7 separate regions of the Mus musculus genome follow, and all the other regions are linked to region 3. Evidence: chromatin contacts called from public HiCAR-type, HiChIP or PLAC-seq and promoter capture Hi-C data. All regions are on one chromosome and are shown on one strand. Each heading gives the region's core, a stretch centred on a gene start, on an enhancer-like site or on the middle of the called end of the contact. The rest is flanking DNA. Distances are from core to core; before and after follow the strand shown.

Region 1 (4,362 bases), core at 383-2,882, 2.5 Mb before region 3:
GAAATTAGGACATTTCTTCTCCACTAGCCCATACCCTCCCTATCCATCTCTCCTTTTCTAACACACTAAGCTTAAAGTGCTGGGAAGTTTATCTTTCTCTGACCTACATGTCAGCAACACAAAAAGTTATAAAGCCAAAAAGCCAACATAGGAGAGTGAACTTAATGCATATAGCTTTCCAAACTACTTATGAATTTAAAAGAGCTGAATTGTAAAACTGGTAAAAATAAAGGATCTGCACACGCGCGTGCACACACACACACAAACACAGAAAACAAAGGGCAGCAACGGGGATGAATAACTACAAATTTAAGAAAAAAAAAATCACAAGAACAGTAAGAATTACAGAGGAAAACTTTACGAACTCTAAAGTCAGGACGTAATAAAAGTAACAGTATTCCTCCAGATGTTTGAGTACTTCTTTTCCTTAATAATCTAAGTCGATTTCCTGTTAAATACGAAATCCCAGGGCTTGCAAAAAAGAAACAAACAAACAAATAGACAAACAAAACTTGGGCTGTTGGTGTCCTGTTTAAAAACCCAGACTGTATTTCATTTCCCTAGCTGACCCGAATCCATGACACAGTCCTATCCAAAAGCAAAAGGCACCCATTCAGTCAAACAGCCTACGAAAATAGCGGTGGAGTGCGGCCCGTGACAACCGCCGACGAACGGGGGAGAGAAATGAGTGGTTCTGAAAAGTTAAAAAACTCCGGGACCTAGCCATGACGCCAAAGGGAGCTCCGGCGACACACCCAGGGCGGACCGCCACGTTAAGGATACAGCTCTTGCGGGGTGGAGAGGGTTCTCGCCAGCTCTGGCTGCTGCCGAATCCGGATCCCGCTCCTCCTGATCCTCCTCCTCCAGGAGGTCTGCACCCCGGCTTGCCTCCTCGCTCCCCCACTCCTCGCCCCCGACTCCAGCGACTCCCACCCCGGTAAGGCCTGCTGCCTCGAAAGCGGAAACGGTCCAGGGCGATGTGGCTCCGCTCCCAGAAGGACGGCCGGGGGCTGCTTTCCGACAGGGACCCCGACGGCATCCGCCCTGGGGGCGGGTGAGTCCGGAACGGTTCTTTGGGTCGGTAGCTGCTGGGTCCCCTGAGCTGGCCCCGCTCGGCCGGGTGCCGTGAGCGTGAGAAATTCCTCAGCTGCTGCTGGGAGGACGACGAGGAGGACGAGGAGCCGCCGCCGCCTCCCCCGGATCCACCGCCCCGGGCCGGGGGAGGAGGCCGCCGCCGCGGGTACGGTAACAGCCCGCCGCCGCTGCTGCTGCTGCTGCTGCTCCGGCTCCGGCTGTTGTCGTCGTCGCTGATCTCCCCGTCTTCGAGCTCCCCTTCTTCCTTCGGCGAGAGGCCGCTAGAGGCCGGGGTCGAAGGATCGGCGGCGGCCGCCATCCGGAGTGCAGCGCTGGCCACACGACCTGAAGCCCTCCGGCCGGGGACCGCCCGACCGCCGCCTGCCTTCCCCTTCCTCCTCCGCCCTCTGTCCTAACGGACCCGGCGGGCGCGGCCTTTCCCGTGCTCGGACGCCCGGCAGGTTCTGCTCCCCAACTTCCCCGCACCCCAGATCGCTCTCTCTCGCTCGTCGGACCGTCGCTCGCCAGTTCCCTCTCCTAGCGCCCCCTTGCTGCTCTTCCGCCTCGCGAGAAAGCCTCTGTAGAAGGAGGCCGGGTCCCGAGCGTCATTTCCTGCGGCACGCCGGAAGGCGACCCTCCGAGTCTTGCGAGACAGGAAGCGCCCACCCCCATGTCCGCCGCGGTGCTGGCTGGGATTTGTAGTCTCCTCTTGCTCCAGGCTTCGCCCTTGTGTCCCTGCAGTCTTAACTGTCCCCTAGCATCCCGTCCGAGGTGGCAGGCGGGGAAGGAAGGGGTTAGTGTCTGGGTTGCGGACATGCTCTTTCAGCCGCAGACCTGAGTTTCAGAGTCATTAGTCGGTGGGGAAGACATCTGCCATCTTCTCATTCATTGCTAGGGGGCCCCCGTCTGAGACGCTGGACCTAGTCTCTTTGGGACCCCGGGAGGTAGGGGAGGGCGGGGAGCGGGTGTGGCCGCCATGTTGGTGAAGGCGACTGTCTGCGCCCGGAGCTCCGGCACGTTGGCTCTGCAGGCCTAAGCCCGCCATATTAATAAAGAGACAGGAGAGTGGGCCCTCCCTCCCACCCCGGTACTGTGCACGCCCCTCTGCCCTCCCCGCGCTCTGCACCGAGCTGGCGGCGCGGGGTCGCCTGCCTCGTTTGTCTAGCGTTTGACAGAAGCTTGCTTAGCGGGCAGCGCCTCCGAAGTGGCGTAAGGTGGCGCCGAATGAGGGGCCCGGGGAAATGCCGACCAATTGCGCCGCGGCGGGCTGTGCTGCTACCTACAACAAGCACATTAACATCAGCTTCCACAGGTAAACCTGGGAGGGGAGCGGGGTGACGGAAACGGGAGCCTAGGCAGTCTTGAGTCTCGGTCGTGTCAGAAGAACAAGGTCCTCTGACTTTGGTCACTTGCCCAGCTGCGAAGAGCAAGGGGAGCCTCGCTCTTGTCCTTTGTGTGTGGGTCCGCACATCTGGAAACATTTGCTCCTTTTCCGAGGAAAGTTTACCAAATTTGAAAAAAAAAAAAGAAAGAAAGGAAGAAAAGAAAAAGAAACCCGAGTTACTATGCCTTGCATTAAAAAGTGATGAGTATACCTTTATTTTCTACTCTTTTATTTTTTATATCTTAGACCATGCCTTAAGAAGAATGACGCCATAAGGGTTCAAACCAACAAATCACTTTAGAAGCCTGCTGAGTTCGAGTTAAGATTAGGCAATTTTCACTACTGGAATTGACGTGGGAAACATTTCTAATAGTCACACATGGTAACTGAGTCAATCTAATTAAGCAATGTTTATCAAAGAGCAAATAGAAACTCTCTCTTGAACAGAATCACGCACTCACACACAGGTTGAACGTACAGTCATGTCTTTAATTCTGTTAAGTCAAACTCCAAAGCATGTGAACACCGACTTGAATATAATAGGCGGCACTCAGTAAATGGTCACCTTTCCTTCTAGAACTGCCAACTGCCTGAAGAAAAGAAATACTGAAAACTAAACTGAAAACAGTTCTGATTTTATATGCTGTACCATTATACCTTGTGATCTTAGAAATATCTTTGCTCTTTTTCCTACCTCACTGTTACTACGTGCATCCCCTAACTAAAAGCTGCCACTTTCAAAATCCCTCTGATGTTTGTTTTTAAAGTATTTCATGCAAATGTAGTGCTTTATTCGTTCTTACAGCTAATGTACACTGGGTCCCTAATTGCCGGACATTATGCTAATGATGTAGATAGTTCTTACCCTCGGGGACTTTAGAATTGAATAGAGGAGTGCGGCATAATTTCTGTTGAGTGCCACAGAAAAGACTTTCAGAGAGACCTAATTTAGCCTCAGAAAGTCAAAGGACACTTCACAAAAGAGGTGACATGTCAGATGACACCAAAGGATGACAGAGATTTGGTCTTCTATATTAAAGCGTTTTCTACTTTGTTCCAAGAGTACTTGAAGAAGCCCCATGACTATGAAAAGACGGGCACGGTTAGATTTACATAATAAAAAGCCTTCTGGCTGCTGCAGAGAGTTAAGAGTGATACTTAAAGTGCCAGTTGCACATCGCCAGAGAGGAATTTGATGAGAAGGAAGCCTTATAGAATGTTAAATCTATCTGCTGTTTCCTTCATGGGGAAATTACGTTACATGTCAACTGAAATAAACACTGATGCATCCGTCATTGTGGGTACAGGGGTACAGGAGCACTGGAAGAGGGGAGCTGAGTGAGCTGTAACAAAGGGAGCCCAACCAAGCCTGGTGTGTTTGTACATGTCTGTGACCCCAGACCAGAGGAAGAAGAGGCCAGCCTGAGCTACATAGAGCCTATCTCAAAAGAATGTGTAAATAAATATGAGGAATCCATTCAGGGGTCCAGAATAAGATGCTGTTGGCAGTAAAGCTGAAGAGAAGTGGACAGATTTGGGGAAATATTTAAGGAGAATTTACTGGACTTAATCAGATGTGGACCATGAAAGGGAGGAGTCTAGCCCCTAAGTCCAAGGTATAAGAGTTGTACAACAGAGAGCTTGGTGCGATGGCTCACAGCTGTGATCTTAGAACTCAGGAGTCTGAGCCACAGGGATGCATCCTAAAGTCAAGGCCTGTCTGGACTACAGAGTAAATCCTTGGCTCAAAAAGAGGAAAGCAGGTTGGGTGATGCATACCTTCAGGCAGAGGCAAGTGAGTTCTGTGAGTTTGAGGCCAGCCTTGTCTACAAAACAAGTTTCAGGACAGCCAGAGCTATTAAACAGAGAGAGAGATACCCTGCCTCAAAAACACAAAAGAACAA
Region 2 (3,897 bases), core at 1,390-3,889, 2.4 Mb before region 3:
TACAGGTTGTTGGTAGCCTGTACCCAGTAGTCTGACAGTACAAATACTGGTCAGATAGCAAGCTGAAGTAATACAATTTTTTGCCTAATGTCAGGATCCATGATTCACAGGAGAATGATACCCGGGACTCAAATAGTATGAGAACACAAAGAGTGTTTTATTCTGCAGAAGTTCAGCATGCTGGGGTTTCCCCATTACCAAGATAGAGAGACACCCAAGTGAACGTGCAGGCCTGATTTAAAGCACATTAGGGAATTCTGAGGTAGGTGACCTCTCTGTTAATCTGTTGTGTCCATCTCTGGACATTCTATTACCAGTGTGGGGGCTGAAAACTTGCTGGGGGGGGGGGTTCCTGGAAATTGTTGACTGAGGAAGCAGCTGAGGACATCTGGACACTGCTGCTGACCCATTGTCCTTGCCTCAGGCCAAGTGGTGGGGCAGCTTCTGAGGTCTGGACTTGCCTGGAATTCCCCAGTTCTTAGCAACAGAAATGTAGGCCTAGTCTCCTTAACTGCCAATTTGAAGCTTATCATGGAATCAGACCAGTCTTTGCACTATAAAGAATAGATAACAGAGGATATATAATAATTTTGGTTGAAGCCACTATTTTGTGTTCTACCAAAGGAAAAACAGTCTTGGCATATATTTTGAAATTTAAAATAGCATGAAGTTTTACAAATGTGTCCCACCGTGATACAAAATGGTTTCAGCCACCAGACATCCCATGTACATCAAAAGAAATATAGCCTGACCGGAAAGAAAAAGCCCTTCCCCCAGCAGTGGAAATGTAAGCTTTTAAAGGTTGACTGGGTTATGTCACAATTGTGTACAATATCTAAATAATTCCATTGCCTCCCACACTGTCAACAAGTAGCTGGAAACACTTCGGAAATATGTGGTTGTCAGCTTGTTACTATTCACTTGGACAAAATAACTCCCAATGAACCTCAGCCTCCTGAGTTCTGGGATTAATAACATGCGCCACCACATCTAGTGAGATCTTTGTTTTGATACTGGGGCTGGGAAGATGGCACTGTGGATAAAGTGCTTTCTGTAGAAGCCTGAGAACAGGATTTGAATCCCCAGAACCACATGGGACTGGCACAATAGTACCCATGTATAAAAGGTGAAATCAGTCCCAAGACTCGGATTATCTGAGAATAGGATGGTCTGCTGTATAAATGAATGGACAGGATACACACCCTTGAAATTGTAGAGGAATTTTAATCCAGCAAGATGGCTCCTCTAGCAAGGGATTACATCCAAAGACCTAGATCTTTATGATCTGGCTAGATCGCAGACAGGCCACATCCCTTTAACCCCTCTGCCTGGAACACGGATACAACCTGAGTACAGTCCTTTAAGGTCAAATTCGTTTTTAGAAGGAAGGAGCCAGGTGTGAAAGTGATGTCTAATTGAGGGCCAGACAAAGTAACAAAGATCGAAAGATTTGACAGAATGAGTCAGAGACAGAATGCATCTTACAAGGACAGCACAGGAAAGAGAAGCTATTTTAAGAGCCCCAGTGCAGGGAGAGACAGCTAGTCAGAGGTGGGAGGCAGTGCCAGGAGTGCGGTGCAGTTGCAGTTGAGTTCGGGTTGTGGTTTTTGTTTGTTTCAAGTCTATGAAGTTCATTGCAGGTGAGCAGAGTCAACTAAAGCCAGAGAACAAGAAGGAGCCAGGTGATTAGAACAAAATGCCAGAGTTGTTTGAGGCTAGGCAGAACAATTCAATGGGAACTTGAGAGAAGCCAGATTGAATCAGGCAGCTTGGTGAGGAGTTTGAGCCAGAACAGCTAGGTTGAACCAGACAGCCAGAGTTCTAGAAAGAACTATAAAGGGTGAGCTTATTCAACAGTGAGCCCTACAAGAGGACAATACATCAGACGAATAAGTTACTTTTACAGATAGAGTGGATGGGGACAGACACTTCCACAATGTGTGTTAGAACAGTAATTATACAAAAGCTCAACCGTGGGAACTATATTTATGTTTACATACCGCAGTACCAGTTGAGTCTGGCCCAGGTTAAGAGCCAAGCCATTGTTTTAAGCTACTTTCTAAGTAATTTCGCTTCTAACGATAAACTCCTACGTCGTCCACACCCTATCGCCTGGTATGAATGCTTCATAAGTTACAACCCATTACTGGCTCTAAATTCACTCGCAGTTCATTATTCCATCAATGGCAGGTTTTAGTGACCCACACCACCCTTACTGGTGACATTTTTTTTTTCAAGTCTAGGCTGTCCACAAATCCCAAGACCTAATTTGTCCTAACGTCTATTTTGGAGGTGCTTTAGAAACAGCACTCCGACCCGCAAAGAGACACTAAGCAAACTCAAGCCGGGTTTCCGCCTCGACGAGTCACGTGAGCGGAGCAGGGCTGCTGCGCATGCGTACACGGAGGGAGTCGCGGAGAGACCAGAGCGACTCCCGGGGCAGCGGGGTGGGGACGTAAAGGCGCTCGCCCGCGCTGTTCCCAGCCTTGGTTCGCTTGCCCGGGCAGCGTACGGCAGAGGTGGAGCTGGGGCAGACTTGGAGCAGGGGCCCAGGGGGCGGAGCGCGCCGTGCGGGGGCGGAGCTCGGGGGGGGGGTCCGAGGGCGGGGAGGGGCGGGGCTCCGCGGTGCTGGCCGCTCATTGGCCACCGGTCGTTTGTGCTCCTTCCGGGTCCCTCTAGGTGGGAGCTGCCGGCCTCCCTGCTGGCCTGGCGGGTCCTCTGTGCATCCTCCCTGCACCTTCTTTTTCCAAGGGCGGCGTTAACCTCCCCGGGTCGAGCCGGAGCGCTGCGCCTGCAGCAGTGACTAGACGTTTTGGATTTACGATTCTATTTTGTCGTTCGGTTGGTGGAAGATGTTGGTATTTCTCTATGCCTCTAAAGGAGTATTGTTGCAAGAAACTTGAATGACTTGGTTCATCTGAAATGCTATCTATTCCCCCCCCTCAGGTGCTCGTAGCTCTATTTTCCATGACAGATAGTGACGACACTACGTGCAAAAGGTATATAAAGATGATTACCAATATAGTAATACTGAGCCTGATCATTTGCATTTCCCTAGCGTTCTGGATTATGTCAATGACTGCTAGCACCTATTATGGTAAGTAAAAGTGTTTTAAGTTTTGCTAGAAGTTAATGGGTGGAATTTTAAACTACGACTTCAAAATCCAAAAAATATGTAAATGGTTAAGAACAGTTATGTTCACTGCCGAAACCTGAATCTGGTTTGCTACGGTGATAAGATAAACAATGTCTAGAGAACTTTACAGCCTTCCATGATGTTTCTTGTGCTGATATTTAATGATACCTATCACAAAACGCATGTCTCAAATAATTACTTCTGTTTACCTTAGTTGGGGGGGGGGGAGACATAAAAGGTAGTTTTGTGAAACAATTTGGGGGATGCTTATCTTTTTAAGATTTGCCATGGTGTAGCGGTTTCATAATCCCGTGAGAATAACAAAGGAGGTACAGTCTTTTCATTTGCAAGTTGAAGAATTTGTCACTTCACACAAATAGATAGGTCTCGTGCAGACACTGTCCTCTTGCTCGTCCGGTTTGATCATCACCGTACCCTGCAGCCACTTGGTCTTTCCATTGGCTTCTTGGTACATCTTTGCTCTCATGAAGCCAAATCTTGCTGTCTTAGCTCCTACTACTGCTCCTGCTACTGAATTCTTCCTGATCCCTGTCTCAGCCTCCAGAGTATTGGGATTACAACCTCCAACCATCGTATATGACTTTACAGGACACTTCAACATAAGACAAGACTTTACGGACTTTTCTCCCTTAGTATATATTAATTGTACAAGCTGATGGATTTCATTTTGGCATTAATATATTCGGATTATATACCTTGGTCCTGTGATGGTTCTAAAGGATTATTTTGGATTTGGCTCT
Region 3 (3,979 bases), core at 1,423-3,922:
GACTGGCAACTGGATGAGTTGACTTTGGGATGCATTCTGCTGCCTCATTTGTCTCTATTTTCTGTGCATACAAAAGTGACATACCCAAAATATATGTGTTTTCTTGTTTAATTTACAGAGCAGACCACAAGCACAGTTCCTACCACCACTAATTATGCTGTTGGTTTCTCCCATTTGGGGAAGCCAAAGGTACCAAAATATCCCAAGTACAGTGATGAGCTCCCACCCTGAAAACGTCTTCTCGATCATGCTATCTCCCCTGCCAAGTAAGTATCAAATATATGGCTATGTTTATAAATATGTTTATATAAGAATGCAAATGTTTTCCTCTTTAAAAGAGTGGCTTCTCCCATTGCACACATTGTTTAAGGGGGAGAAAAAAAAGTCAAAGATAGTTGAAAAATGATGGTATTCCTTTGGCGCACTACTTATTTTAATGCATATACTTTAAGGCCACTTATGATGAAGTACTCCATATTATCTGCATTGCACTTAGAAAATGAACTAAATATTAATAAATATAGTACATTCAACACTCCATTAAGATCACCAATAAATTTCTCATTTATTTTTTAGAAAAATAAATGAAATCTCCAGTATATTTCAATTCATATTAAGACAATTTAGTGATACAAATAGAAGACAAAATGGGAGTTAGACTACAGATTTTCAAAACAATACTGTTTAGTCAGAGTAAATAGAATTATCATTATTTGAATTTCTATGAACATAAAAGCACATATACTTTGAAATAATTTTTATTGAACTGTACTAAATGTATTAGATAAATACAAGACAGTTTCCAACTCCCACAGTATAAGATTAAGAAAAACAATCTCCTATTTGTTTTGTCAAATTAAGGGAACAAAGATTTTTCAATGACCTGGCATGAACAAATTATACATCGATAATGACAAAGGACAGTTGTCTGTTAATAAGAACTTTTGTTTGGCAATAAATGTGTTAGCACCAGCAAATGTCAAAGCATGCTAGACATGAAGCTAGACAGTCAGACCCAAACCAAGACCTGCAGAAAAAAGTCTAAACTTCACAAATGTCTCTGAATTTGTACTAGACCTGGAAAGTAGAGTTTTACACTTAGTTTGAAGAGGAAAGAGTTTAAAGCAAAGATGCTTGAAGTCCTAACTATATTTTCTTTATCTAACTAGGCAGTCTGTACCACTGTATACATCATGCAAGCACCATGTGAAAATTCTTATACGTATTGCTATGTGTCTCACTACAAAACTATGTGATGACACCTATTCCTGAAATGTCAAGAAAACAGATCCCAATACAAGATTCGCATAGGCATCTACTGTAGGAGGCAGTCTGATTCAGTAACATGTACTCTTAAACATTACATGGTTTATTGTATGTCCAGATCCCACAATGTGTCAATACGTTAATTTTTTGAATCTAGAACATCTAGATTATACAAAAGTCCAATTTTTTTAAAGTTCTGTCTTTTTTTAAATTAAAAAAAAAGAACTCTGGGCAGAAAAAAATTAAGTAGCATAAGCTAAATGATTTGTATCTGCCAATTTGTGAGATCTAAATTAATTAAATAGACAACTAGAAAATACAGTTGTTTACAAATAGTTTGCACTCTAAATCAATCAGTGTAAGGTAATTCTGTACTGAGGAAAATATGATCATCTTATGCTTTTCTCTAATCTGGAAATCTTGCATAAGAAAGCTATAAAGGAGGATTTGAGTTTTTCCTTAGCCACAGTTCTTTCTGATAAATTGCAAAAGTAGAGCAGTTGCAGAGGAGGATCAAATAATGAACAAGAAAGAAAAAAGTAAAGAAAGAATACAGTGATTTCCTTATGTTTGAATTCACAACTAATCTTTTTAGGAATAGCTAGCTAGCATCTTCTGATCCATTGTGGTTAGTAGTGTGTTTTATCAGTGACAGAATAAGGACTTGCTTGAGTCAAATGAGAAAAGTTGTTAGGAGCTGGCTGCAGAGGATTTGGTGGGACGGTTCCAGTTCTCACAGTGAAAGCAGTGTAACTTTAGGAAAGTCTTCCCCCTCCTCTTTGCCTCCCCCAAACTAAGCGCACATCATTTTTATCTTGTAGCACATTTGGAGACGTATATAATCATTTCTTTACAGTCACGCTGACTTAATGGTCTTATAAGTGAGATAAATGCCTTAGGTTTATTTGATCAATATATTTGAATTATGCCTTTAGTGTCAGGATTCTAGTTGTTTTCATTCAAAGAAAGCCTCAAAGATAAACTATAGGGCAATTTGTTTCCTTGCATCATCTAGTGGATTTAAATGACAACTGCGGCAGTACTGTAAATTACTGCAAGCCAATCCTGTACGTCAAATTTTCAGTCGTATGTGGATAAACATGCCTGAAATCATTATTCGATTGATTACACAACTGGACAAGTAATTATTATTCCTCCTTTTACGTAAGAAATCATTGAAACACAGGTGAACGCATTAGTGAACGTTTAAAGCCCTAAACAAAATACCATAGCATCGTCGATAACATTTTATGAACCGGGAGAGAGAAAAAGACACAGGCAGGAATGCCAGTTGTCGCCACTGGCTCGCACAGACCAACAGTGCTCCCAGGCCAGCGAACTGCGCCAGAGCCCGAGCCCAAGCCCAGCCTCCGCGCGGAGCCAGTGCGCAGGCGCAGCACCGGGCGGAAGTGGGGGGGCGGGCCCAGACTGTCAGCGAGAGGAAGAGGCCCGAACGGCTGGGTGAGGCGCCGAGACGGTTTTCGCGGCGAGCCGGGCTCGGGTGCAGCTCAGAATCCCGAACTTGGGTGATCGTCGCAGCCGAGCGAGCGTTGGGGCTCCGGAGCGGCGGTTGCTGTCGCCGCGGACGCCGCCGTCGTCGCCGTTGCCGTCCCGGAGGACGAGGCCCGGAGAGGCCTTGCAGGCCTAGCGGAGCCCGAGTGTGCCGTGAGTAAAGCCAGCGCCCTCCGCACGGTCGCTTGCCGGTTAAGATGGAGGAGATTTCGTTGGCCAACCTGGATACTAACAAGCTGGAGGCCATCGCCCAGGAGATCTATGTAGACCTGATAGAGGATTCCTGCCTGGGCTTCTGCTTTGAGGTGCACCGGGCGGTCAAGTGTGGCTACTTCTACCTGGAGTTTGCAGACACTGGGAGCGTGAAGGATTTCGGCATCCAGCCAGTGGAGGACAAAGGCGCGTGCCGCCTCCCGCTCTGCTCCCTTCCTGGGGATCCCGGGGACGGGCCCCAGACGGAGCTGCAGCGTTCACCTCCGGAATTCCAGTAGTCACCACCTGAGAGAGGGCGACACAGTGACCAGGACAATAATAGAGACTGGTCCCCGTGGCTTTGGAGGAATAAGCTAAGTTGGAGAGAAAAAAAATTAAATCAACAAATAAAGGAAAAGCAAACAAAAGTCCCATTTACCCCCCTTCAAGATCTTAGCATTAAAATACAAAAAAAAAAAAAACCGAGAAGGCGTAAAACGAACAAAACACCCAAAGAGGAGAATTTAGGAATCCCGGTCCATTTGAAAGGGTCTCCCATGCCAGCTCTGAAATCCTGGGCAGAAGAAGGTCCAGAGGCGTCGTGCTGTATTTTGAGCTGTATAAAATACATGTGGATGTGCAAGGACCCTGAACTGTCCTCGGTACACAGGTGAGCAGCTGTGTACCCAGCCTATACAATTCTATTTGTTTCTCAGATTCTGCATCTGCCTGATGTCATGGGCCTCCTTCGAAGTTTTAGATGGTGTTGATGGTCAGGCCCTGATCAGTCAGCTTCGGTGGACTGCTCCTCTGATTTCTAAGCCTCCAATTGGGCCTCTTTGATACAAATAGAAGTCAGGTATGTGACTTAAATACTAAAAATATTAATATTCCCGTTTGAATTCGATGGGAAGCCCTTGTGCCCTTGTCTTCAAGAAGTTCCAAATCACCTGTTTTCCAAAGGTCCAGCATTTTGTGGGGACAAGGCCTTGCCTTTGGCTCATCAGAA
Region 4 (3,930 bases), core at 141-2,640, 2.3 Mb before region 3:
TATTATGTTAGATATTTAAGACATTAGTTCTTTAAAATTTACAAAAAGTTGTAGAGTAACTGCTATTACTTAGCATTATATTCTGACACTGCTAAGTTTTGACAATATAGTGAGGTTTCTCCTTTAACCACATTACTCCATCCTTCTGAGATAGCAGAAGAATCTAGTTTTGATTATTCAGACTCCGGTTACTACCCACAATCAGTTGGCTTGGGGAAGTCTGGTCTACTGATAAGCCCCTGTGCTCTCTCGCTGTCAACTCACTGCGCTCTTGCTTCCTTAATGGCTGGCAGATGCGTTGCTTTACCGAGCAGTGAGAACTTGGGCACTGGGATCTAGGGCTTGCTTGGAATCTCTGATATTTGGTGGTCAGAGTCCCTCCTGGGGCTAAGCATGCATTCTCCTGTAAGACTTAGGCACCTCCCTCCCCGATTAGATTCCTGATACTCACAGAACCTGCAGATCACGTTTTTCTGCTGTTACCTCAGGCAGCCTGAAAAGGCTCTAACTCAGCGGGCAGGCACGACTCTTGTGTGGGTGAAACGACACTTTTACAGGGGTCTCTTAAGGCTATAGGAAAATACAGATACTTTACGGTTCATAATAGCAGTAATGTTACAGTTATGAAGTAGTAACAAAAACAACTTTTTGGTTGGGGTGGGGTCCGCACCAAAACATGAGAAACTGTATTAAAGGGTCGCAGCATTAGGTAGGTGGAGAACTATTGCTAACTGCTCTAAGATGTCAATTTTATTGTGTACCGGAGCTAAGTCTCAGGGTGCTGCGCTGAGAAGGAATTAGATTTTGAACTTAATAGTTTACCGATCTGTTTCCAAACATGGGGGAGATCCGTATGGCCATACATGATCCTTTACATGCAGATGCTTGGGTGAATTTTAGGAATTGAAATCATAACCACTAAGCTGTGGAGGCACCCTGAACTCTGGAGCGATAAAGGGCCTTGTAGTAACTACAGTTCCTATAAAAATACCATGCTCAAGGTCATGCGTGAGTGACAGCAACAATACTCATGTTCAGAATCCTCTAATATCAAGGGGAAAAGTCTCTGCGTGTATTAGCTCCAGGGCTGATGTTCAAGGCGATTCCAATTTTACCGTGACTTATTTAAAGCAAGAAAGCTGTGGCATCGTGTTCTGGGTCTAAACAAGGTGCTCCTTCCATCACACCCAAGAGACTCGCCAGCCGTTCCCCAAGTTAAAAGTGCCACGCCCGAGCAAACTTCAAAAGCCGTAGACTTCTATTTAAAATGTGGGGGAAGCACGCGCACGCGCAGTACGGCACGACGGCTCCACCCTCTTAGCATCCTCACCACGCATGCGCCTAACTGCTGTTCCCGCTCCTCCCCGCCCCTTTCCCGCCCGGATGTTATTTTAGCCCGACCGGATGTTGTTGTGAGTCCGAGAGCCACGTGAGGTTGTGCTACGTCATCACCAGGCACGCGCGGGGGAACATGGCGGCGGCGGGTGTTGTGAGCGGGAAGGTGAGTAACGGCACCGGCTGGTGCGGGTGCTCCTGACCGGTGGCCTGCGGCTGGCGGGCGGGCGGGCGGCCGCCGAGGGGCAGGCGAGCCAGGTCGGCTTCAGAGGAGACCGGCGTGTGACAGCGAAGGGGCTCCGCGGGGTGCGAGCTGCCCCTCCGGGGTGCTGGCTGGGTGAGCGCGGGGTTAGACGGTTCCTGCTCCCAGGCGGTGCAGGCCTGGGCGTTTGTCCCCGGCTCTGCCCCGCAGCGCGGATCCTTTCGGGGACCCCTGAATCCGTTCCTTCCCCCTGTGACTCTGGTTCTTTACGTCTGCCCTTCCGACCGTAAAACCTTCTCTTGTAAAAAGCCTTTGGCCACCCTGGCTTGCTTGGCTCTCTGTCGTCTTTGGGGGAAGGCGTCGAGTCACCATGCAGAGGAGCTGACCAGGAGCTCTGCAACTCTGTCCTCAGAGCTTGGGGTCCTGTTCGAAAAATTACCCAGATGGTTAATGGTTGCGGGCGTTAGGTTGGGAACTGGCGATTGACACCGCGCTGGGCTCATCTAGAAAAGCCTTTATGAAAACGTTTGTTTCCTAGATGTCTTCGGGGGCGTTTCTGTGTGTGGGTGTCTGCCCTGCTGTTTTACAGGAGGCTCTGTCAGTGACACCCTCACAGTGGGCTAGGAACCACCATTAGGTACGGAGATTAGATTAGATTAGCAGTTTATATGCAGAGAGACAGCTTGTGCGAATATAGGGTTATCTGCTTCATGCGATGCACCTGACTGCGTTTCCCAGTGGCGAGTTATTTCGCAAACGTCAGTGACCGGCTGGTAATGACTCAGAGCACTAAGACCTGTTTACTTGTTGCAGATAGCTTCCGCTGTTCCTTCAGTTCCACGTAGTATGTTTCGCTGCTTTTCTCCTCGTTTTGAACTTGACAGCGTTTGTGCAGATTTAGATTGTGGAATAACAAATACCGGCCTTATCTTCGGTGCAGATCTGAATTGTGACCTTGGGAAATTGGATAATTGAGGCTTCTCTGTTCTTCGTCTTTATCTGCAGAACGGAAGGGATGCCGGGCATCCTGTATTGGAGTGCTTAGGGGTAGACGCAACAGAAGCGCTTATACGTTACGTAGTCTTGCTCTTTCGAAAAATTGGTTGGGCATCCTTTTAGGGTATACTTATATCCTTGCCCTTTTAAAATATTTTTGGTCTTTTTTATTTGAGATGAGTGCTAGTCATCTCTTGATTCATTACAAATTAGAAAGTTTATCTTGGTGTTTTGGGCTGGGCCAATCTGGTACTTTCCAAGATGAGATCTTCACAACTTAAACTACACTTCTCTTTTCCAGTTTGCATGGATTCTGAAAAGAACCCTCGATAAAGCAGTTCTGAGACCTAAGGGGCTGCCCACCTTCTACAGTCATTAGTACCGTTCACAGACTGACTGCCCAAGCTTAACTTGTCTTTTGTGACTTTGCTTCATCACCTTATTTGACTGAGGTGACTGTCACTAGGAGCTCTGCAGCTGTGTCCTCAGAGCTTGGGGTCCTGTTCGAAAAATTACCCAGATGGTTAATGGTTGCGGGCGTTAGGTTGGGAACTGGCGATTGACACCGCGCTGGGCTCATCTAGAAAAGCCTTTATGAAAACGTTTGTTTCCTAGATGTCTTCGGGGGCGTTTCTGTGTGTGGGTGTCTGCCCTGCTGTTTTACAGGAGGCTCTGTCAGTGACACCTTCACAGTGGGCTAGGAACCACCACTAGGTACGGAGATTAGATCGGCAGTTTATATGCAGAGAGACAGCTTGTGCGAATATAGGGTTATCTGCTTCATGCGATGCACCTGGCTGCGTTTCCCACCGGCTGCTCCGTGGATGTTAACAAAGACACAAGATTATTGTGATAAGTTAAACTGGGCAAGGCAAGCCCCACCCACACCGAAGGACCAAACTCTAGGCTGCCAGTTCTAATTGTCAGCGTGGAGAGAAACTGCAGATGGCCATGCTTTTCTTTGCATCTAAGGCCTGGAAATGATTAAGGAAATTAACCTTTTTTATTCAGAGTAATAAAAGACAGGTAATGGTTAAGAGTGTAGAGTCGAGCCAGATTTTCTTTTATAAACTAGCCACTTTCTAGTGACTTCAGCCAGTCTCTGCTTTTGTTTCCTCTGTAATACGGTAACAGTACCGGCCTTATGTGGGGTTCTGGGGATCATTACTAAATGCACCCCGTGTGGCCTGACTGGGAGTGGGTGCTGTGCTGGCATTGCTTCCTCAGCTTCCCTGAAGTTGATTGGTTGGATATTCTTAAAACCTAGGATATAGTATTTTGGTATGGGTGGGAGCTATCTGTTTTTCATTCTTATTTTGGGTATTGAGAAATACCGTGTTTTAGAAGTCATAGTTTTGTCATTTTGGTAGAGAGCCTAACCTTTAACAGCTGTGCTA
Region 5 (3,799 bases), core at 684-3,183, 2.7 Mb before region 3:
ACCCACTCCACGGCAACGCTATGCTCCTTTGGGTAACACTGACATCAAAGGGCGTTGTTTGGTGCTTTTAAACAGATTGTGGGCACAACCATTTCTGCATGCCTAGACCCTTCCCTCAAAGGGATCAAGCTAAAGTTGATTAAACACTTGAGATAAATGATCCTTGAGTAAAGAAAGGTAACTAAGGTCTAGGACACTGCAGACATCTCCGATTGTATCCCTACAGGTACCCATGCAATCCACAGAAAGAGTGAGAGTCTCCAGTTCCATTTTTTTAAATGGAAGGAAAATAGGTAATGAGTCAGCATTGTCTAAGTGTGGATGGAATGGCTGAAAAAGACAAAAACCAGTGAGAGTGGGCAGAGGACAGGCGCAGTGGGTGTATTGTGAATGAGAGAGGAGGTAAGGGAAAGAACACAGTGAGGGGAATGCATTGGCTTCCCAGAAACCAAGTCTAACTCATGGCATGGTTCTCCATGGAACTACTCTTCCCAGATCCTAGGCTGTGATTTCTTCCCTTAATAAATGAATAAGATGAGAAAGACCATGACTGCGCTCTGCAAGTGTGTGTGTGTGTGTGTGTGTGTGTGTGTGCATGTGTGTGTGTCCGTCCCCCAAACCTTATCAAGGAGAAACACAAACTTACTGAAAACAGGCCTCACCCAACAAAAATCCATACTCGGACTATAGGTTCAAATGAAATAATATAAGTTCATAAATATGCATGTATCCGTATATGGCTATATCAGGCAGGTGAAGAGGCAAGTTTAGGAACCACTCCTAGGACTAAAAGGTGATAAATATGTCACATAAAGGAAAGTCTTCCTGCTTTTAAAATTCAGTTTCTCAGATAAATTCCACTGGACAGACTAAGAATCAAATCTAGGTGGACTTGAATGCCAAAGGGCTACCGGACTTCCTGTGGTCCAGAGGGGAAAGTTGGCAAAGTAGGCTTGGCCTGAAATCCACAGCTGTTCGCTCAGGTGTGGTCGACTTTTACTTCACTGAGGTCTAGTTCCAAAAGGGGGGGAGGGAAAAAGGGAAGAGGAGGGAGGGAGGGTGGGAGGGAGGGAGAGTGAGAGGGAGGGAGAGAAGAATGGAGGGGGGGAGGGAGAACCAAATCTTCAGGTTCTTCTTTCTTCTCATCCTTTTTCCCAGCAGAATTCCCTGTTGGTGTGTAAGAACTTCCTTCTTTCATTAGTGTTCTTCCAAGGTGTCTGAAAGGAGGCCTAGGAGACTCACCTGAGTGGGGTGGCTCTTGGTTTTAAGATCCCTCCACAAGTGAACAGCGTGAGAATATCACCCCCACCCCGAGGCCGCTGCCTTTTTAAAGCCAGTTTGCTTCCCTGGTCCAGGGTGAATTGGGAGGACCCTGGAGTACCAGCTTACTAGTTTTATTTGTTTAGCGATTTCTTTGAGGCTTTGATAGTTGAGCAAGAGGGAGCCAGACAGCGCCCTGATGGAAGGATCAAAAAGGCCACCCATCTTCCCGGGGGACTCCTGCTCTCCTTCTGTGATGCCAATCTTTCGGATCAGATTTTGGTCCTTTTAACAAGCACTGCATGCATCCCCCTAGGTTATCTGACATGGACCAGAGAAAGCCTGTGTTATCTTTCAGTCCCTAAGTGTCCCCTTAGGTTGTTTTGAAGCAAGTCCCCTTTAGCTTTCACATCTCAGTCGCGGGTACCCAGGAACTGTAGAGGATGGGTGCAGGTGGGGGACCCCTGCCGGGCCCGGGACGCTGGGTGCAGGTACCCACCCATTGGAAGCGCCCAGCACTCCCCAAGACCTCAGGCTGCCAGCCGCCCGCGCAGCCGGGTCCAGGGATGGTGGGAGGGAGGAGGGAAAGCGAGGCCGGGCTCGGGGTGCCTGGAAAGCAGGGCTGCGCTGACGTCACTGGGCGCGCAATTTGGCTGGAGCGCTTTAAAAAAGGAGCGTGCGAGCGGAGATGCTGCTGCACACAGCTCAGACCGCCTGCAGCAGCAACAACGCTCACAGCCACTGCGGCGACTTCAGAGAGAGGGCTCCCGAGGCCGGTGGGACCACGATTCTCTGCGCGGTCCCCACGGGGCTACGACCCGGCAGACGCCCATTGGGGTTGCAGACGTCTGGTGAGCTGCAGAAGCCGGTGGAGAAGAGCCCGGAGCGCCTCGGTTCTGCATCAGCCCCGGCGCTGCCCTCTACAGGCTCCCTGCTCTCTGCTCCCAGTCTCGGGCACCATGGACACCTCCTGCGTCCACATGCTCCTGTCCTTGCTGGCGCTGCTGCAGTTGGTGGCCGCCGGCAGCTCACCGGGACCAGATGCGATACCGCGGGGCTGCCCATCACACTGTCACTGTGAGCTGGATGGCAGGATGCTGCTCAGGGTGGACTGCTCGGACCTGGGGCTCTCGGAGCTGCCCTCCAACCTCAGCGTCTTCACCTCCTACCTGTAAGTGACCCCCCCCCCCGCCTCGCTGCGGGCACCGAGCTCAAAAGGGATGGGGTATAGGTGGGAAACCTCGGCTGGGGCTCCCCACAGGCACACGCCTGCTCCGGAGGGGGCAGGCGAGTTTGCCAAGGGCATTCTGACCAGACCTGTTGTGCCTCCAGAGAAAGGCACGTGTCTCTCTCTCTGACAGAGCAGAGCCTAGCTTTCTGTACCCTGGGAGAAGGAGCTTAAAGCGCACTGGGGCAGAGAGCCGGTGCGCAGGCTGCTTTGCAGTGCCGCGCCTGGCAGGACGCAGGACCAGTCCCTCCGAATGTGCGCATTTGTGTGCTGAGTGGGGGTTTGTGCTCAGGGACCTGGGACCCAAGGGCAGGCTGTCCTATTGCTCACAGGCGCGACCTCTGCGTCTGGGCTGAAAAACTTTCCCTGCAAGAGAAACACAACTTCTTCAACCCCCCCCCCGGGGGGGTGCTGCTCTGCACACACCGCCCCCCCCACACACTGGAGTGTGGTGAAATCTCTTTTCTTTTTTTCTTCCTTTTTTTTTTTAAACAAAGTGATTAAAATGTGGCAACCACAAACCCCCGATTAGAGCTGCCAGAACGTTATCTTTACCTTTGGCTGGCCGAACCGCCCTTTGAAGTGCCGCCGGCCACATTGTAATCTTTAACCATCTCCTCCCCCGCCGCAGCTAAGGGAAGTGGGCTGAAGGCAGCCGGGCGGGTAAACAGGGGCGCCGCTGACATCCAAAGGGGGACCTGGAGCTTTCTATCGGCCCCTGGGAATTGTCCTAGCTTTTCTGCTCCTGCTATGGCGTCCAAATCCCCGACCGTGGAACCAAAGCTGCGGTTCCTTAATAATGTGGTCTCTGAGAAGCCCAGGCGGGAGGGTGACAGGTGGTGGGTTAGATGAGGTGACTCAGAAGCGACTCATCTCTGTGGGACCGAGATAAGTACTCCTCCCGACTCTCCTTCAAATCTGAAGCTCGGTTCCTTGGGGCCCAGAGACCAGGGTCAGGCCACCTTGAGGTAACCCGATCTCCTAACTATGAGGTGAAATAAATTTGTGGTCTTTATTTTTTTTAAAATCAAGACATTTCGCCGAGCCCATTCCAAACCCTGTGTTCCCAGTTTCGGCTTTCTCTGATGTTACCTTGGCAGGAGTTGACTGAAATGGTTGTGAGTTCGGTTTTCCCCCCCTCTGGTTAGGAGTTTTGCGGGAAGAAACACCAGGCTTACACAATGTTCCCCTGCTAGGCAGTGAGTGGTTGTTTTGTTTTGTTTTTCTTCTGGAGACAATGAGCAACAGAAAATATCGTTCGACCTGTTTTGATATTGTGACTTAAGAAAGAGACCAGCCTCCTAGGTTTCC
Region 6 (4,175 bases), core at 1,489-3,988, 2.4 Mb before region 3:
GGGATTAAAGGCGTGCGCCACCATGCCTAGCTGGGAGCAACTATCTTGACAGTCAATGTTATTTCATTTTACAATAGTGTTTAAATAATTTTGATTAGGTGAATGCAAAGTGCTACATATAAGGTTGTTGTTTTTGTTTTTGTTGTTTTGTTTTTGAGACAGGATTTCTCTGTGTGGTCATGGTTGTCCTGGAACTCACTCTGTAGATCAGGCTGTCCTCGAACTCAGAGATCCACCTGCCTCTGCCTCCCGAATGCTGGGATTGCAGGAATGTGCCTCCACTACCTGACTTACATATAAGGTTTAAAGAAGTCCACACTGCTAAAGAACCTGTGGGATTCTTGTCATTTGAATGGCTATCTAAAGGAGGAGGGAGGAGACTGCTTAAGGAGAGAAGGGATTAACTACAGACTGTATAACCTTACTCTCAAGAACAAGTAAACATAGGCTGAGAAATGCAAATTTCAATCCATTATGAGGAATATTTTTTTAAAAGATGTATTTATTTTATGTATATGAGTACACTGTAGTTGTGAGCCTTCATATGGTTGTTGGAAATTGAATTTAGGATCTCTGCTCACTCTGGTTGGCCCTGCTTGTTTATTATTATAAATAAGACACTGTAGCTGTCTTCAGACACACCAGAAGAGGGCATCAGATCTCATTATGGGTGGTTGTGAGCCACCATGTGGTTGCTGAGATTTGAACTCAGCAGTCGGGGCTCTTACCCACTGAGCCATCTCGCCAGCCCCTATGAGGAAAGATGTAGAATAAGTCTCTTTCCAAAAGAAGGTGCTTTCTAGTTCTAGAAATGATTGTGTAAAGTCCTCGTGGTAGGTATAGAGAGGAGTGTCTTCATTCGGGTTTTAATTGCAGCACTGAAACACCATGAACAGAAAGCAAGTTGGGGAGAAAGGATTTATTTGACTTACATTCTCACATCACTGTTCATCATTGAAGGAAGTCAGGACAGGAACTTAAACAGGGCAGGAACCTGGGGGCAGGAGCTGATGCAGAGACCATGGACAGGTGCTGCTTACTTGCTCGCTCCCCATGGCTTGCTCAGCCTGCTTTCTTATAGAACCCAGGACCACCAGCCCAGGGATGGCCCCACCCACAATGGGCTGGGCCCACCCCCTTGACCACTAATTGAGAAGATGCCTTACAGCCGGATCTTATGGTGGCATTTTCTCATTTGAGGTTCGTTCCCTCCTTTCAGATAACTCTAGTTTGTATGTCAAATTGATGTAAGACTACGCAGCATAAGGAGTAGATAATATAATCTCATTTATAAAAATAATTGACAAGATAATCTTATAAATGATTGATTCTAGAGAGACATACGTAATTTTAGCCTTGTCCAATTTTCTAATTATAATTTTGTAAAAGGACCCGATAACATTCTGTACCAGGTTAAAGACTGTTTTTGAATTGATACCTTGCAAGTTACATCACAAATTCTTTTCCTATTTGCATTATTATTGTAAATATTATCATTATTATTATTACTGAAATGGTGTCTTGCTATGTAGCTCCAATTAGCTTAGAGCTCACAATTCAAAAGAGGCTGGCCTTGAACTTAAAGGTAATGTCTCTGATTTCTTGTCTGACTTCTTGTCACACGTCAATGTCGGATGCTCCTTTCTACTTCACGGCTCTCCTTTTTGCCGAAGATACTCCTAACAAAAGGCAGCTTTCTCCAGGAAGCTCTTCTAGGACGCTAACTCAGCTAGCTTCCCATGTATCTTTGTAAAACATTCTGAATTGCTTCTCCTTAAAAAGCATGCAGTGTGTAAATTGCGCATGCGTTGTTTCCTTGGTTAAAAATGTAAGCTCTCTGAGGACAGAGACATTGTATCTAATGCGACACAGAGAATGGCAAGCATTGGCTACATTCACGCCCTCGTTGAATGAACGAATGAGCTGCCTTTAAGTTGAAGTGTAAAATTAGTCTGATGAGATGAAAGTTTATTTTAAGTGACACCAAACTACAAAATTTCAGAAATACCAGGTTGCTTTCTTGGAAAGTGTATTTCATGAAATAAAATGGAAACACAGGAAGAAAAAATAAGCAATCGTCCAATAAACCAGACCCATCAAAGTGGACTCAGCATAGACAGAAATCCTGGGGAACCAGGAGTGATGACTGATGATGGGACCGCATTTATTCTTAGCCTGGGCTTTTAGGGCTGGAAACGGAGAGAAGTTAAGTCTTCTGCAATCCTTGCTCTTAAACCTACAACCGAATCGGAATTCCACCGAGTGTGGCAAGCAGCGATAAAGAAGGCGCACCATTGTTAGGAAATATCTCGGTGAGGAAGTGAGTAAGAGGGATGGAAGGATGTGGGAAGGTCTGGGTGGTCAGGGAAGCCTTTCCGGTTTAAGCTGAGACCTGGACGATGACTCGAGGACCTGGCCGTGTGGACGAACTGTAAAGTTCATGAGCCCGGATTTGTGCGCCCAGAGAAAGAGACTCAAGGGCACCTTGGCCGGACTTTGCGTGTGATGACCCCTGGTGTGATGGCTATCCGCTTTGGGACCATTCCTCGGGCCGGGCGATCATGTCCTGTATTCTATTCCATCAGAGTGGGGTCAGATCGCAAAGATCAGCTCCTTCCCACCGCAGGATTCCCGGGATGCTGAGCCGGTTCGTGCGGACGCGGAAACAGGCCCAGGCTCGCCCGCCGCCGACTCCGCCCACCGCGGTCACGTGACGAGGGGTGTGACGTAGGAGGAAGGAGACGCCATTAGAGGGAGGAGAGGCAGCTCTCCCCTAGCCTCGGGTCCCTGACGTGGTGGCCGGGGCCCTTCATTCTGGGACTTTCTCTCGGCCCTCGCAGGCCTCGCCCGCGGAAGGACGCGGCGAGCACCGGGCTCGGCGGGGCGTGAAAGAGCCGGGCCCGGGAGGAGCGGGCGCCCCGGCGGCGGCGGTGCGGGGTTCGGCGCGGCGCTGGGCTCGGGCGGCGGGGTAGCGGCGGCGGGATGGCTGCGGCCGGCGGCGGGGCGGCGGCGGCGGCGGGCCGAGCCTACTCCTTCAAGGTGGTGCTGCTCGGGGAAGGCTGCGTGGGGAAGACGTCGCTGGTGCTGCGCTACTGCGAGAACAAGTTCAACGACAAGCACATCACCACCCTGCAGGTGCAGACCCCGGGGAGCCGGGCTGGGGACCCGCGCCCGCTCCTCTGCCTCTGGCCTGTCAAACCCCCTTCCCTGCCTTCCCATTGCCTTTTGCAATCGCTTTGGGGACCCGCGGGCCTCAGCACACGGTAGATGTCAAGACCCACAGTGGGGAGGGAGAGGACCCGGAAAAGTCCCCAGTTGCCGGTGGAGGCTGCGCAGGTCGGGGAGTCCCCCGGTCTGCGTGCTGGTTTTCCCCTCTGATGGGCTTCGGCTGGGGACACCAGGTGTTTTCACTCTGTGGTCTCCGAGACCATCAGCCCTTCTTCTTTCTTCGCCAAGTAGGAACTCGGATACGGATTAGAATTTGCGAACGAGGTGGTTTGTAACTTCCAGAGCGTACTGATGACTAAGTGTTTATGCAAGTTCCATTTTGTCCTGCTTTCAAAGTAAATGGAGTGGTAAAACACCCGTCGTTGGAGGGTTTTTTTGTTTTTGTTTTAAACGACTGTTTGCTGCTTGTCGGTTACCCCGTTTCTTTGCAGCCTTCTTGTGTCCGGACGTGTGGCTTCCTTATTCTTTGGGGTTTGATCTTATCCGCGTTGAAACATCGTGTTGCGTAGTGGCCAGCAATCGGTCTTCAAACTAAAAAAAAAAAATCTAGGCACTGCTGCTACACGTTTTCTTTACTGTCAGGCCATAAAACGCTGGCTTTCTTCTACAGTTCCATTGGAAGTGTGGAAGTGTTACAATGTAATTGAAAGTGAAACCAGGCCATTGAAGGATCTGCGATCTCCCTGGTCTCCTTAAAAAAAAAAATCAGTTTGCATGTGTTCGAAGGAATTTATCTATTAACATGTCTTGATCAGACTGTCCAGAGGCTAAAAAAGCTAGTGATCTTGAGTTTGGGCGTCTGGATCCATATCCTACCCCCATTTATTTCCATAGCCCCGTGATCTTAGGTAAATTGCTTAACCGTGCATCCCTGGGTTTCTACTGCTACTGTACTCATAATGATTATATCTAGTGCACAGAGTTGTCAAGGTAAATAAGGAAACGCA
Region 7 (4,330 bases), core at 772-3,271, 2.3 Mb before region 3:
AGTCCAACTTTCTATCTTCCATCTTGAAGTCCTCTTCCAAGGTACTAGTGTTCTAAAATGCTACTATGTTTACATGACTGCACTGTAGAAAGCCTTTCCAATCAACTTTCAGTTACATGAAGAGGTGATAAAGTGCCAGGCTGTGCAGCATCATGGAAATCTTGTCATACGCTAGATGGTGCTTCTCTTTTAAATTTGTCATCCTTTCCCTACATCTAGATTACACCATTTTCGAACAATAATGGTTTCCTACACATTTTGTTATGTTGTTCCCTATATTTTAGACCATCCCCTTGCTGTTTTCCATTACCTATGACACTGCCAAAATCACTTTTAAAAAATTCAGTTCAAATAACTCCCTCAAGAGTCTTAGGACTCCATAGCATATGTAGTACTGACCACTCTGTGTCTTGTGCTTTTTGTGTCTTCTGCAGAGAGGTTGACACTCTTTGTTCTACTTGGTTATTGCACAGCTTGATTCTCTCAGATGGACTGTGATCTCTGTGGGTCAGTGCTGTGTTGGACACTTCTTTGCATCCTCAGGATTCAGTTCCCAATGCTTAATATAAACTCAGAGCTCAACAAAAAGTTTTTGAGTTATACATCTGTTCTTATGTATAGCTCTATAGTCTGTGATCCGTTGAGTCCACTTTTCTTCACACCCTTCTCCTTATTTGGAGTACTTGGGGAGATTGTACAGTGTAATGGTAGAGAAAGCCAAAATTGCCTGAATTAAAATCCTACTTTGAACATTCTTTATTTGTGTGAGCACGTGAACCTTTGTTAATTTACCTACAGCTTTTGTGCCTTAGTATACATACACACATATATACACACACATGCATACACACACACACACACACACACACACACACACACACACACACACACAATCAGTAACTCTTTGTGAGTGTTGTTATGATGACTGTTCTGACATACAAACATGCATAGAAAGTGTCCAGAATTAGCATTGTCAACCATCATTTTTCATAATTACTTCGGTTCATTTATTAACACTTGCTTTTCCTATTAGCTGCTCAGTGCTGGTTTTCAGAGGACAAGTAAGCTGGATGATTATTTCCAGAGTTGGATCAAACAAAAATCCTAAACCCTCAAGTCTCCAGAAACAATTAAAATCCAACCAATGTTAACATATACAGTCTTGCTTTGAAGAACCTTCATTCTGCTTTCTACATAATCAAACTGTATAGGTCCCAGATTTTGGTTAGTTCTTCAGTTAAACATGTGCTCTTGCTTAAGAATTTTCCATTCTTCAAAGGATTGTCAAGCTTTCCTGTGGCTTTCTAAAGTTGGAAAAGTACAAATATAATCTTGTCTATGCCTGTCAAATTGCTGGGTCTGATCAGGTCATAGATGGAGAGCAATAAAATTGTATCAGAAGAGTATCAAAGGAATGATGGGCCTATGGGCATTTCATTTCCATATATTTCTTACTTAATGAAGAACATTCTAGAAGGTTAGCATCTGAGCTAAGTTCAAGCCTCGAATTTCAAAAGCCTGAATATCCTTCTACATGGAAACACCATGGGTTTTGGAAGCAGACTTCTTATGAAAGCCGTCACACACACACACACACACACACACACACACACACACACACACACACAGGTAAAATTTGCATAATGTAACGTCATGCCAGCAGAAAAGCCTTTCTTAAGTTATTTTTTTACTTTTATAAAATACAAAGCACTTAAATTCATAGTTACTTAAAGACGGAGGGTAACCTTCCAATAGCAGACTTGAGATTCAAAATTAGACGACGGCTGTTTTGTTGCAAGAAAAAAAAATAATAACCCTGATGTATTGTTCCCCTCCATCTCTTCCCAAAGAGCTACTCGACCTACGAAACAAACAAATCTCATCAGGAGCACAGATAACCCCAAGCTTCAGACGTGTAATCTGACTGTGGCCATCAGCAACCAGAAATGAGTTTTTTCTAATCAGCTTTCCATCAGTCCTCAGTCACTCATATAAAGGAACACGGGGAGGGGAGGAAGCGCACTGCTCTTCAGCACCAGGGTTCTGGACAGCGCCCCGAGCAGGCAGCTGCCACTGCAGTTCCTCCTTCATCTCTGCCAAGGCCGCCCCTCTGGTCCCCCCTGCTGCTGAGAAAGAAAATTACATCGGGAGCCATGCAGCCCGCAATGATGATGTTTTCCAGTAAATACTGGGCCAGGAGAGGGTTGTCCTTGGATTCTGCTGTGCCAGAAGATCATCAGCTACTTGGCAGCTTAACAGTGAGTATCGAGTATCTGGCAGTCTCCGGTGTTCTCTAGGGCATCAATGGTCTTAACCTCACCATATGGACACCTGCTGTAGAGTAAGCATGAAGTTCAACTCCCTTTTCCTCAGTCGTCTTGTCTTACTGCCTCCTTTCTGTCTGCCTCAGCTCTCCACAAAGTACAAGCAGCTGGGCGAGTTGCTGGGAGATAAACTCTCCTCAAATAGAAAGTGAAGTTCCCTATCGTGAAGAATGAAAGATTATGTGAACCAATGTGCTAAATTCACTCCTCCTTCAAAGTATAGAACTTGAAAGGCTGATAAGGAAGATTTGGGAGAAAGAATTAAATACATCTCTCTGGTTTCTACAAGGCAATATTGTCTCCTATGCCCTACAGAGCTAATATGTGTATTCTTGAGATTAAGTGCAGGTTTTGGAATAAAAGAGGAACCAGGGCCCTTCAAAGGTTTCCCTGCATGCCACATTACTCTCCCTTTAAAGCTTAATTGATGGAAGAGTTAAGGAAGCATTCTGTTTGCTTCAATATTTACAAGATGTGTGTGTGTGTGTGTGTGTGTGTGTGTGTGTGTGTTTAAAATACTAACATTAAAGAATGGTATTTGAAGAGTTACAGTTCTTGCAAAGGTTTAGGTCTTAATTTGACCAACAGTTATGAGCTTTAATAAACACAGTGGTTTGATTTGCTAACATGCAATAAAATACACATCCAAGGTTCTGTCATTAAAATTTTAAGGGATGCTTCACCGTTGTCCTTCCTGTTTATCAACCAATTGCAAATTCAGCTCGTCAGAGAAAAATTGGGTTAATGCCATAGCTCCAAGTATGTCCATTCTATTTATTACCCACAAACGCTGAAAAACAGTCACAGCAACTTTCTTAGCACTATTTAAGTCGATTTGCGAAAATGAGGCCAAAATGTAAAATAGCTTTTCTAATACTCAAGTATCATGAATATTTGTATGAGGTGTTACATTGAGGAATTCCGAAGCTGTAATAAACGGCAAGAAGAAAACCACGAAGCCCTTCAGTTATGGTTAATGTATGACACTTTCCCATAAAAATGCACCTTAGACATATGAGACACAGGCATTACCTGGAGAGGGGGGAGCAGATGTTGGGAATAGGAAGACATTTGAGCTTCTAATGGCTAAATATACTGTCAAGTACCAGTGCCAGCATAAACTCCTTCTCTCCCTCAACTCATAAATAATAAAATATCTATTCCTATTATATATAAACTCGGTGAGGGAGGTTATCTTAATGCATGGAAATAAAGCCAGTAGTGAAATAGGAGGAAGACAATGGTAAATCACTTACCACTGGGTTCCATGTAAATGTGCAGGTCTTAGTTCCACGAGGATGTAGTAGACTGGTATGACTATGGTACCTCACCATTAGCCAGGAAGACAGATCTCTGTTTGCCCAACTCTGCACCATAATCTTACATTGTCTGTCAAATGGGACATTCCTAGGTTTGTTTTTTCAAGTTCTGCAGTGTGCTCTGATTTTTGCTAGACTCTGTTATTCCTATCCTTAGCTGGAAGAACTTAGTCATTACTCAGATTGTCGTGTGTGCCCCTAATGGTTAGCTAGCTGGTTTTCTTTCTCTCTCATGCCTTTCCAACTGCCTGTCCTATATGTGGCTGAAACGTAGTAGTCACTTTCCAGACTCAACTGTCCACGGAGGGATTCACTGGGCACGCTGCTCTGTCACTGACTGCCTCAGTGAGCAGGAAGATTCAGACTTGGGTCCAAAGGCAACTCCACTTTGAGTTGGTATGATGGGTGGGGCTTGCAGCTTTTAAGAGGAATCTCTGGATAAATTGAATCATTGAAACCTCTGGGGTAGAACTGACTCTTGTGCTTCTACTTTCTTGAAGCAAAATAAGGCTATCAAAAGCGAGGACAAGAAAAGCGGCAAAGAGCCCGGCAAAGGCGACACCACAGAGAGCAGCAAGACAGCGGTAGTGTTCTCCTTGAAGAATGAAGTTGGTGGGCTGGTGAAAGCACTTAGACTATTCCAGGTAAACACAGAGCACTCGTTCTTCTGTATCCTCAAGGTGGCTA

Evidence for each region. Promoter capture Hi-C pulls out the DNA fragments that hold promoters and counts their contacts. HiCAR-type assays count read pairs that join an accessible place to other places. HiChIP or PLAC-seq counts read pairs in DNA pulled down with a chosen protein or histone mark.
Region 1: a contact with region 3 is called in a promoter capture Hi-C map of hippocampal neurons, with 5 times the contacts expected there. The contact joins the promoter of Zfc3h1 here to the promoter of Atxn7l3b in region 3. A contact is called at or near these places in 2 of 39 promoter capture datasets (hippocampal neurons and liver) and 3 of 115 datasets of contacts at active chromatin or transcription factors (astrocytes, cardiomyocytes and extraembryonic endoderm stem cells).
Region 2: a contact with region 3 is called in a promoter capture Hi-C map of hippocampal neurons, with 5 times the contacts expected there. The contact joins the promoter of Tmem19 here to the promoter of Atxn7l3b in region 3. A contact is called at or near these places in 2 of 39 promoter capture datasets (hippocampal neurons and liver) and 2 of 115 datasets of contacts at active chromatin or transcription factors (astrocytes and stem cell-derived neural progenitor cells).
Region 4: an H3K4me3 HiChIP or PLAC-seq map of embryonic forebrain shows a contact between it and region 3, with 14 times the contacts expected there. The contact joins the promoter of Tbc1d15 here to the promoter of Atxn7l3b in region 3. A contact is called at or near these places in 7 of 39 promoter capture datasets (the 3T3-L1 cell line, frontonasal cranial neural crest, hippocampal neurons and 3 more) and 4 of 115 datasets of contacts at active chromatin or transcription factors (astrocytes, embryonic forebrain, large pre-B cells and 1 more).
Region 5: a contact with region 3 is called in a HiCAR-type map of astrocytes, with 5 times the contacts expected there. The contact joins the promoter of Lgr5 here to the promoter of Atxn7l3b in region 3. A contact is called at or near these places in 2 of 39 promoter capture datasets (hippocampal neurons and liver) and 1 of 115 datasets of contacts at active chromatin or transcription factors (astrocytes).
Region 6: a contact with region 3 is called in a promoter capture Hi-C map of embryonic stem cells, with 3 times the contacts expected there. The contact joins the promoter of Rab21 here to the promoter of Atxn7l3b in region 3. A contact is called at or near these places in 5 of 39 promoter capture datasets (the C10 cell line, embryonic stem cells, hippocampal neurons and 2 more), 7 of 115 datasets of contacts at active chromatin or transcription factors (astrocytes, craniofacial prominence, embryonic forebrain and 4 more) and 1 of 9 other capture datasets (adipose tissue).
Region 7: a promoter capture Hi-C map of hippocampal neurons shows a contact between it and region 3, with 12 times the contacts expected there. The contact joins the promoter of Tph2 here to the promoter of Atxn7l3b in region 3. A contact is called at or near these places in 3 of 39 promoter capture datasets (the C10 cell line, cranial neural crest and hippocampal neurons) and 4 of 115 datasets of contacts at active chromatin or transcription factors (astrocytes, embryonic forebrain, embryonic limb bud and 1 more).

What each region holds. Positions count from the first base shown.
Region 1 is chr10:115,382,229-115,386,590 of GRCm38.p6, reverse strand. It overlaps Zfc3h1 (zinc finger, C3H1-type containing), which reads right to left and starts at 1,632. Exons shown (of 35, transcript NM_001033261.2): 1 at 784-1,632. The coding sequence starts at 1,393. It overlaps Thap2 (THAP domain containing, apoptosis associated protein 2), which reads left to right and starts at 2,156. Exons shown (of 3, transcript NM_025780.4): 1 at 2,156-2,386. The coding sequence starts at 2,316.
Region 2 is chr10:115,361,009-115,364,905 of GRCm38.p6, reverse strand. Tmem19 (transmembrane protein 19) reads left to right here and starts at 2,639. Exons shown (of 7, transcript NM_133683.4): 1 at 2,639-2,854; 2 at 2,947-3,097. The coding sequence starts at 2,968.
Region 3 is chr10:112,927,719-112,931,697 of GRCm38.p6, reverse strand. It overlaps Atxn7l3b (ataxin 7-like 3B), which reads left to right and starts at 2,672. Exons shown (of 1, transcript NM_001033474.2): 1 at 2,672-3,979. The coding sequence starts at 2,976. The coding sequence ends at 3,269. Gm22507 (a small nuclear RNA gene) reads right to left here and starts at 274; the gene lies at 114-274.
Region 4 is chr10:115,248,953-115,252,882 of GRCm38.p6, reverse strand. It overlaps Tbc1d15 (TBC1 domain family, member 15), which reads left to right and starts at 1,390. Exons shown (of 17, transcript NM_025706.3): 1 at 1,390-1,501. The coding sequence starts at 1,472.
Region 5 is chr10:115,585,914-115,589,712 of GRCm38.p6, reverse strand. Lgr5 (leucine rich repeat containing G protein coupled receptor 5) reads left to right here and starts at 1,933. Exons shown (of 18, transcript NM_010195.2): 1 at 1,933-2,431. The coding sequence starts at 2,220.
Region 6 is chr10:115,314,154-115,318,328 of GRCm38.p6, reverse strand. It overlaps Rab21 (RAB21, member RAS oncogene family), which reads left to right and starts at 2,738. Exons shown (of 7, transcript NM_024454.1): 1 at 2,738-3,135. The coding sequence starts at 2,983.
Region 7 is chr10:115,182,713-115,187,042 of GRCm38.p6, reverse strand. It overlaps Tph2 (tryptophan hydroxylase 2), which reads left to right and starts at 2,021. Exons shown (of 11, transcript NM_173391.3): 1 at 2,021-2,258; 2 at 4,144-4,287. The coding sequence starts at 2,154.